Regions from separate parts of the Zea mays genome. Here region 2 is linked to region 1. A link is a contact called in public Hi-C data. All regions are on one chromosome and are shown on one strand. Each heading gives the region's core, a stretch centred on a gene start, on an enhancer-like site or on the middle of the called end of the contact. The rest is flanking DNA. Distances are from core to core; before and after follow the strand shown.

The links. A called contact is a pair of places that touch in the nucleus more often than the background predicts.
Region 2: a contact with region 1 is called in a Hi-C map of ear, with 2.6 times the contacts expected there. The contact joins the promoter of LOC100381692 here to the promoter of LOC103641667 in region 1. A contact is called at or near these places in 2 of 25 Hi-C or Micro-C datasets (ear and tassel).

Annotation. Positions count from the first base shown.
Region 1 is chr10:120,788,613-120,792,422 of Zm-B73-REFERENCE-NAM-5.0, reverse strand. It overlaps LOC103641667 (regulator of nonsense transcripts UPF3-like), which reads left to right and starts at 2,554. Exons shown (of 13, transcript NM_001346661.1): 1 at 2,554-2,946. The coding sequence starts at 2,807.
Region 2 is chr10:121,469,210-121,473,229 of Zm-B73-REFERENCE-NAM-5.0, reverse strand. It overlaps LOC100381692, which reads right to left and starts at 1,389. Exons shown (of 12, transcript NM_001174504.1): 1 at 1,257-1,389; 2 at 197-330; 3 at 1-101. The coding sequence starts at 53.

The DNA.
Region 1 (3,810 bases), core at 1,305-3,804:
TAAACCGCACGCTTAGCTCTTACTCCGATCCACAGGTAGAAAATAGGAGGTAAATGATTTGACGATAAATCACGAAGAAGGATAGGTCGCGAAGCTAAGATTAAGGGCCTGTTTGGTTCGTGGCTAACTGTGCCACACTTTGCCTAAGGTTAGTCGTTCGAATTGAATAACTAACCTTAGGCGGAAAAGTTAGGCAAAGTGTGGCAAGTTAGGCAGCGAACCAAACAGGCATTTAGTACGCCCGTCCTCACCTCGTCGAGACACGTGACCAATGAGATTCGAGGCATCGTCTGGCACCAACTGCCTTCATCCCGATGCCCAGCACGTGTGATTCGTTGCCCCCTTGGTGCAGCTACAGGTGCGCACACGAATGGAGGGGTAGTTGTGAAGAGAGTGCGGGAAAGGCGAAGTGTGGGTACGAGGGTGGAGGACGTACTATGAAACTCATATATTAAGGAATAGAGAAAAGATGTGGATAACACATAACAAGCTATAAGTCTTTTGTAACACAAGAAACATATTTATTAATAAAGTAAGAATAAATAAAATTATAGGATTTTTTTGGCTTCCTCAATTTTTTGGTATATTTTCTATGCGTCTTCGTGTCTTTAATATTTCTTTCATTCTAAATTACATGTAATACTATATGCTAAATTATAAGTTATTCTAATTTTATTAAAGAGTAGTTGTATCTTATTTTTAATAAAATCTCTACTACTTGTTAAGACTGCAAGGTTAGCATGTCATTCCGTGTTCTGCCACCATTCCCTGTTCTGTTTTTCTCATTTCCTCCTCCCTGCACAGGCCATTCCCATATTCTGTCACCATTCTATATTTTGTCATTCTCATTCATTAGTTCTGCCTTTCTCATTCCCCCTTCCTGCAAAGTCCATTCTATATTATGTCATTCTCATTCCCTCGTACAACCCACGTCTAGCTAAAATTTAAAAAAAACACACATGGCCCCAAGGGGATTCGAACCCGCGACCTCTCAAGCAAATGCTAGCAGTAGCTAATGATACACCACATATGTGTTTATGTCTACATCTATGACAGGAAACACATCTACTACATCTTTCCCCAAACCCACCTGCTACCCTTGCACAATGTGTAGTAGTAGATAAATATCACCGAGATTCTTGAATTATATTTTTGGATGGAGGGAATATTATTTAAAGAATAGCCTTGCATGCAATTTCTTTTGTTTGAATAATGTTTTCAATTTAAATTTATTTTTTTGCATGCGTGACATTTATTCTTCGTAATATTTTTTCATGGATCTGACTTGTGAGTCAATTTTATAAACCAACGACAAGCATGAATCCATGTTTCTTACTTAGAAACCTTGAACAAACACCTTAGTAGGAGGCACTCACGTTGGCGTCGCTCATTAACAACGAGAAGAAGCTTGGCGACTGCCAGTTCGACCTCTAGAAGCAGTCCTACGTGGTCACATGTGCCGCTGTGTACGACAAGCTCCGGCGCAGCCGCCGCTTGGACGCGGTGTAGAGTGGCTGCCCCGCGTTGTCCATCGTCAAGCAGGGGGACCTCATGGTCGTCGCCAACGTCGGCGACTCTCGGATTGTTCTGGGCACCACATCCGACGACGACACCATCACACCGTCCAACTCATCGTCCACTTGAAGCCTAACCTGCCACGTAAGTCGCTACTGACCGGCCATGAATTCTTGTGTGCTGGGACGACAGACGTTGTTGACGTTGTGTGAGTGTCCTCGAACATGATGTATGTAGAGGAGTAACGCATCCGGTGGTGCAACAGCCAGGGGTACTACTTCGCTGATGAGCTCGGAGTGCACTTCGTTTGGCATCCCAGCCAAGAGTCATCAGTACTCGCTATGTCGCGCGCGTTCAACGACTACTATATCGAGGACTGTGGCGTCATCTTGGCGCCGAAGGTGACGCAGAGGAGGGTCGACAACAATGACCAGTTTGTCATCCTCGCCACCGTCGGGGTAGTTTTTGTGTCGGTCTGTCTTTAATTCTCTTCGCAAACACATACACTTGTCTTTTTTGTTTAAGCAAGAGCGTATGGTGGTGCGTGCCTGATGACTAACGACGTACGAGGAAATTTCTTCCGTCATGTGTGGAACATGTTCTCTAATGATAAGATCATGCAAATTGTGGCATATATCAAAGTCTGCATGATACCGATGATTGTAATGTAGGGTGAAATAGTTAGATTAAAATAACAAAAAATATGTATGGCTAGGATCACAAATCGATTATGGAACTTTTTCTTATAACAGTATAACACATATTTTATATATAAGTTATCGTAGTATACTGATATTATATATTTTCGTCGCAACGTACGACACTCAGCTATTTTATATAATAAATTAATAAAATAAAATGTACCAAATAAATATCCGTTTAATTCTTTCGACACGATTTTGACTTTCTAATAAATTTATCAGAATGACCTATGACCTTTTGACTTTCTATCGTCTCCTCCCCTTTCCCAATCTACGACAGTTCCCAATTACACATCCTAAATCCAAACCAACCCCACACCCCCACCAAACTACCGAAGCGGAAGGGGGGGAAAATCCACGCGACGACGACGCGGCGAAACGAAGGGAAGGGAAGCAGGAGCGAGACAAATCCCCACCCGGCTCCAAACCCTAGCCACCTCCCCCGTCCTGTCCCCAGATCTCGCTGCCGTCTGACCCGCCTCGCTTCGATGTGACCCGGCCCTAGGGTTTGAGACGTGTTGCGGTAGGGGTGTTCTCAAGGATTCACGACACGAGAGAGATTCGGGGAGGCGTCGACGGTGCGAGCACACATGAAGGACCCGGCGCACCGCACGAAGGTGGTGCTCCGGCGGCTGCCGCCGGCGATCGCGCAGCAGGCCGTTGTGGACCAGGTCGACTTGCGCTTCGCTGGGCGGTACGACTGGGCGTGCTTCCGCCCCGGGAATGCCAGGTCCGCGCTCTCTGCTTTTCCAGTGTTTGTGGCGTTGCTGCGGGTGGGACGATGTCCTTAATTAGGACTTGTGGAACTATCCTGTTTAACCTATCAACCGTCGTAGGAAGCTATTATTGCGATGTTTCTGATTACGTTCCGTTGCTAGTTCTAGTGCACTTTCTCGCAAATAATTAGCGTGTTCATCCGTGTATTATGGAGATAGAGCCGCCGAGTTAGTCAAATTTTATTTGTTCTCTGATTTTGGTGAACTAATTATTTTCTCTGGCTTGCAATGGCCTGGGAGAGTTTCTGAGGTATCTGAATTATAGTTAAGCCCTGTTCAAGTTAAACTTTATTTGATTTAGCATCGATTGCTACTGAAGTGTTAGTCAGAACCTAGAACTAGTGGGTTGCCTCCTTACCTGTTCCTCTCTGTTTGTTGCATCACAAATATGTATCTGATCTGACCCACCTGTGCTTTTGATAGAGTTTAAAATGGAAAAAAATCATTGATTAGGGCAAATTCATTTTTTTTTCATTCTATCTCTGTTGCTTCTGGACTCGTTATGTTTTCATCTTTAGTTGTAAAGCAAGTTGCTGAGGGCCTGTTTGTTTACCCCCAGATTATATAATCTGGATTAAATAATCCTAAGAGGCAAACAAACAGTCTAGCTTATTTGTCCAGATTATATAATCTAACCCCTTGGATTATGATAATCCATAAGCAAGTGAGGAGGTGCTTATTTCAGATTATTTTTTCCCACTTTCCCACTACCCTTTCAAGTTTCCTAGAAATTACCCATCATTGCCATTATAATCTACCGAATCGTTTTTGCGCCTATCGGATCAGAAAAGCCCGCCGCCCAACAGAAACACGCCAGA
Region 2 (4,020 bases), core at 140-2,639, 680 kb before region 1:
GGATCATCTAAATCACACGCACAGGCATCCCAATCCGCAGCAGGAATGTCCATGATTGAAGAAGCAACAGATATAGACACCTCACGTGGTTTTGCACCTACCTGAAATAAACGAGTGATTAAGGAAATCATGAATTAGGTGCATAGGTCCTCAAAAAGGAGTTCACTCAAGAAACACAAACACCTCTGAGGCTGACCCTGAGAGCGTATAGGATTCAGCAGGAGGGATCAGTTCACGTGCTGTCGTGTCCCCCCTAGGCCATCCAAAAAGTGCATTGACCTTTAATCGTGGCGCCAACCTTCGGAAGCTGACCTTCGAAGATGGATGTCCCTGCAAATGATCATCGCCAGAGTAAGCAAACTTAGTTTTGAGAACAAAATTATGTAGCAGGATGAACAAACATTATACTGAACAGAATATAAGTAAACAAAGGAAACTAAACAGATGCCAGAATGGGCGTAAACCATATGGCTACTTTAGACCAAACTTATTCTGGAACAGCCCAGTCGGTTTGCCGCGTTCAATCTTGAATGTTACACGCACAAGGCTCAGACAAGCAACTTGTAGTGTGTGTGTGTGATATATCCATTTTTCTCCTGCTTAATGAAGCACTCCAACAAACTACCATTATCTAACAGAATCACTGAATCAGTATGTGTCATACCTGGAAATCATGATTTATGTGTATAGCATATACTGACAATCGTGAAAGGGCTTCTACCTGAGTTGGTTAGGTGGTGAGTACTTCTAGCTGAGTTGGTTAGGTGATTTGAGTAGCTCTCCTCTGAATTTGACTCTTGTAGTCTCGTCTGTCCGACATCAAAGCACGGGTTTAAGGCCTGGTCTCAGTCGCGGACATTCTCACATGAGCTACAGTACCATTGTGTATGGTGCAAGAGTTCGAGGGTTTGAAGGTCTCTTAAATGAAATGTTGTGGGGAAGGTCTTACCCCCGCAGATCGAGCATATACTGAAAATCCAAACCATCAATCTGGCCCTTCGGTACAAAACGATCATCCAAACAATTGTGTCCGGATCAGCCTCCAAATCTAACACTCACTCAACTGTACAGTTTCGTGTCAATTAGAACCAGATGATCCATGGTTAAGCGGCCTCCCAGAAGAATATGGCAGCTTCGGAACGAGGTACGGCGTTGGAACCCTACTAACCGTATCGCTGCGCGTGGATTCCACCAGCCGAATACATCACCAAATTACACTCGGGGGGGGGAGCGGGAAGAATCACAAGAGCACTCACGCGGCGGCGGTAGCGAGGGCCGGAGGCAAGGAAGGTGGGGGAAGGGTGCAGCGTCGCCGCCGCCGGCGAGGACATCGTTTGTCCGCGCGCCTCAGGCTCGCTCCGGGCGCCGAGGAGACGCGCGAGCTTCGGGAGAGAGCGGCGCGATGCTGACTCCGGGGTCCCGCGAGCCAACTACGCCGTCTACGCGATGCGTGGAGCGTAGTGTGGCTTCTTCGGGCAGCAGACCACCTGGCTCCACGTCCACGAACTGCTCTGCGCTCGCAAACCACACAACTGCACGAAACGAAAGCCCGCACGCAGGGAGAGGAGCCCCTGAGGTGACAAAAACAACTTCGGAACAACTTCGCATTAAAGCCAACTACATCTGCAATCCATAGAAAAACATTATAAAAATAATAAAAGTAGTTTTAATTGAAGTCAAGCGAACAGTCTCGTCAACGACAAACGAGGACCTGATACCCGGTAAGTCATAGAAAATTTCTCTACTAGAGTTAAGGTATAAGAAGATTTTAATCTATATGGGTACGGATTTAGGAGAAATTCTTTACCGATTAGGTATGTGAGTATGAGTATAAAAAGCAGAATCGGAACCGGATTATCCATGGATAATATTTACCCAGTAAAATTAGGAATGTATTCTAATAGGCAATAAGCCCAACAAATAATTTTACCTCTCCTAACCCTTTTAATCACACATCCATCAACCCATACGGCCAACTAGACGTCACCCCACGCCGCCAGTTCATGTGTCACTTTGTTGCATGGTTAAATAATGTTTTCTTGTTAAATGCTAGATTTATTTGTGATGTATTGTTTGTTAGGTGTCGTGTAGTTGTTAATGCTATAAAAAATATAATGTGATCAAAATTTTCATGACGAAGATGGGACCCATTGGAGATTTGATACCTGAATAGGGATGTGTATGTGATGAATTGTATACCTATGATGGTTATGGATATGAGGATGGGGATAAGTATAGCTTTATAGGGATGGGTGTGAGATGTCTAAACCCGGTGGGAAATTCCACATCGACACCTCTAGGAGCCATATTTACCACTTAAGGCGTGTTCTTTTTGCTCTCAATCCATGTGGATTGGATGAGTTTAAATTCCAAACAAATCAAAATCTTTCATAAATTTTTTCAATCCATCCAATCCATATATGATAGGAATAACCGAACAAGGTCTAACAGAGGGTCAGGGCACGTACAGAAATAGTAGCCCGCCTCAGATTTTTTTCCTGTTATAATGCATGCTTGAAAGCATAAGCTTGCAGGGTAAATGAAAAGTCAGTATAAATCACAATGCCCAGAGGACATCTGTTGCCTTGCTGGAAAAACAATGTTTTATAGTGAAGAAAAGATACGAAGTAGACAAGCGAGTTGTGAGTTGTGGCGAGTGCCTTTTATCGGCAGAGCCTCTAAGAGAGTAAGGGCTTGCTCGGATGTAGAGGGTTTGGAGGGGATTGATGGGCATATGATTATATGCCCCTCAAATATTTATACATCCAAATAAGCCCTAAAAGAATCACGCGACAAATCATGTATCACAACATTACATGTCAAGTGAGATCCTGTTTGACAAGGTTAAAGGAGCATCACAAATGTACAAATTTGCTTTATTATTAATCAAGAAAAATAAACAATGAGTTGCCGAAGTTTCCTATGACCCCCCTGCCATTCTAGTGTCACACCCGGGTTTTCGGGGCACCAAGACCCGGGCGCGAACATAATCATCAGGTGTGCTGGGACCAAGTCTCACACATATGATGAATCATGGCACAGGATCGAATGTCACATATTTACTATATAACAGGAGTTCTATACAAAATAGATAATTACATTATAAGGAGACAACGGTCCAGCAACCCGAAGTTGACTGGGAGACGACGGCCTAGACCTCTCACGAACACATCGCAGCATCCTCCAAGCGCCTCATCCTGCGGTACCTGTTACCTGTTCTTGACCTGTGGGGGGTGTGAGACAGCAAGAGTGAGCTCACATACATTCATCGCTCAACAAGTTGTGGGGAATAATGTGCATGAACTCGCCAAAGGTGGGAGCTCACGTGAAGTGTAAGGCTTACCAAAGAGGATGGTTAGAGCTGAGCATTGCTTTTAAAGTTGGTCAAAATTTTATTAGCAATTACTAAGTATAAGTAAATACCAACCCAATTAAATAGTAGAACAAAAGTAACAACATCACCTGCGATGCAATGCATATGACAATTTGAATTTAGTTCCATAAATTAATCATCAGAGAGTCCTGAGCTGCTCATGACCGTGAGCTCGGCTAGTATACCAGTTTTACACTCTGCAGAGGTGGTACCCTTTACCCACAAGTCATGTTACCCATCTGCCAAGGGATCGCGACTTCCTATACACCTCTACCGAGGAGGCGAGGCAGGGTAACACTACGAGGCCTTTACAAAGTTCCACTAGCTTCAGAAAACCCGCTACAGTTTATAGGAAGCTCCAATGCAGGAATCCCTTGCAGGACCGCCATCGCAGCAAAATCCTCCCGAGGGCCTCCCTACACTGACCACTCCCCTACTGCCCTTGCCCCTTTCGGGTAAGGTAGTCCTCCACTAGCTTTCCTAATTAATCAGCCAAGGGCGTCCATAAACCCTTGTGGTGGCACGTGTTTCTCAAGTTAAGCTCTATGTTCCAATTAACATTTAATGATCTTGTCATGAACATAAATAAAATAACAACATAATTGGAACATAGATATAATGAAATATTAACCCAAAACCATATAAAG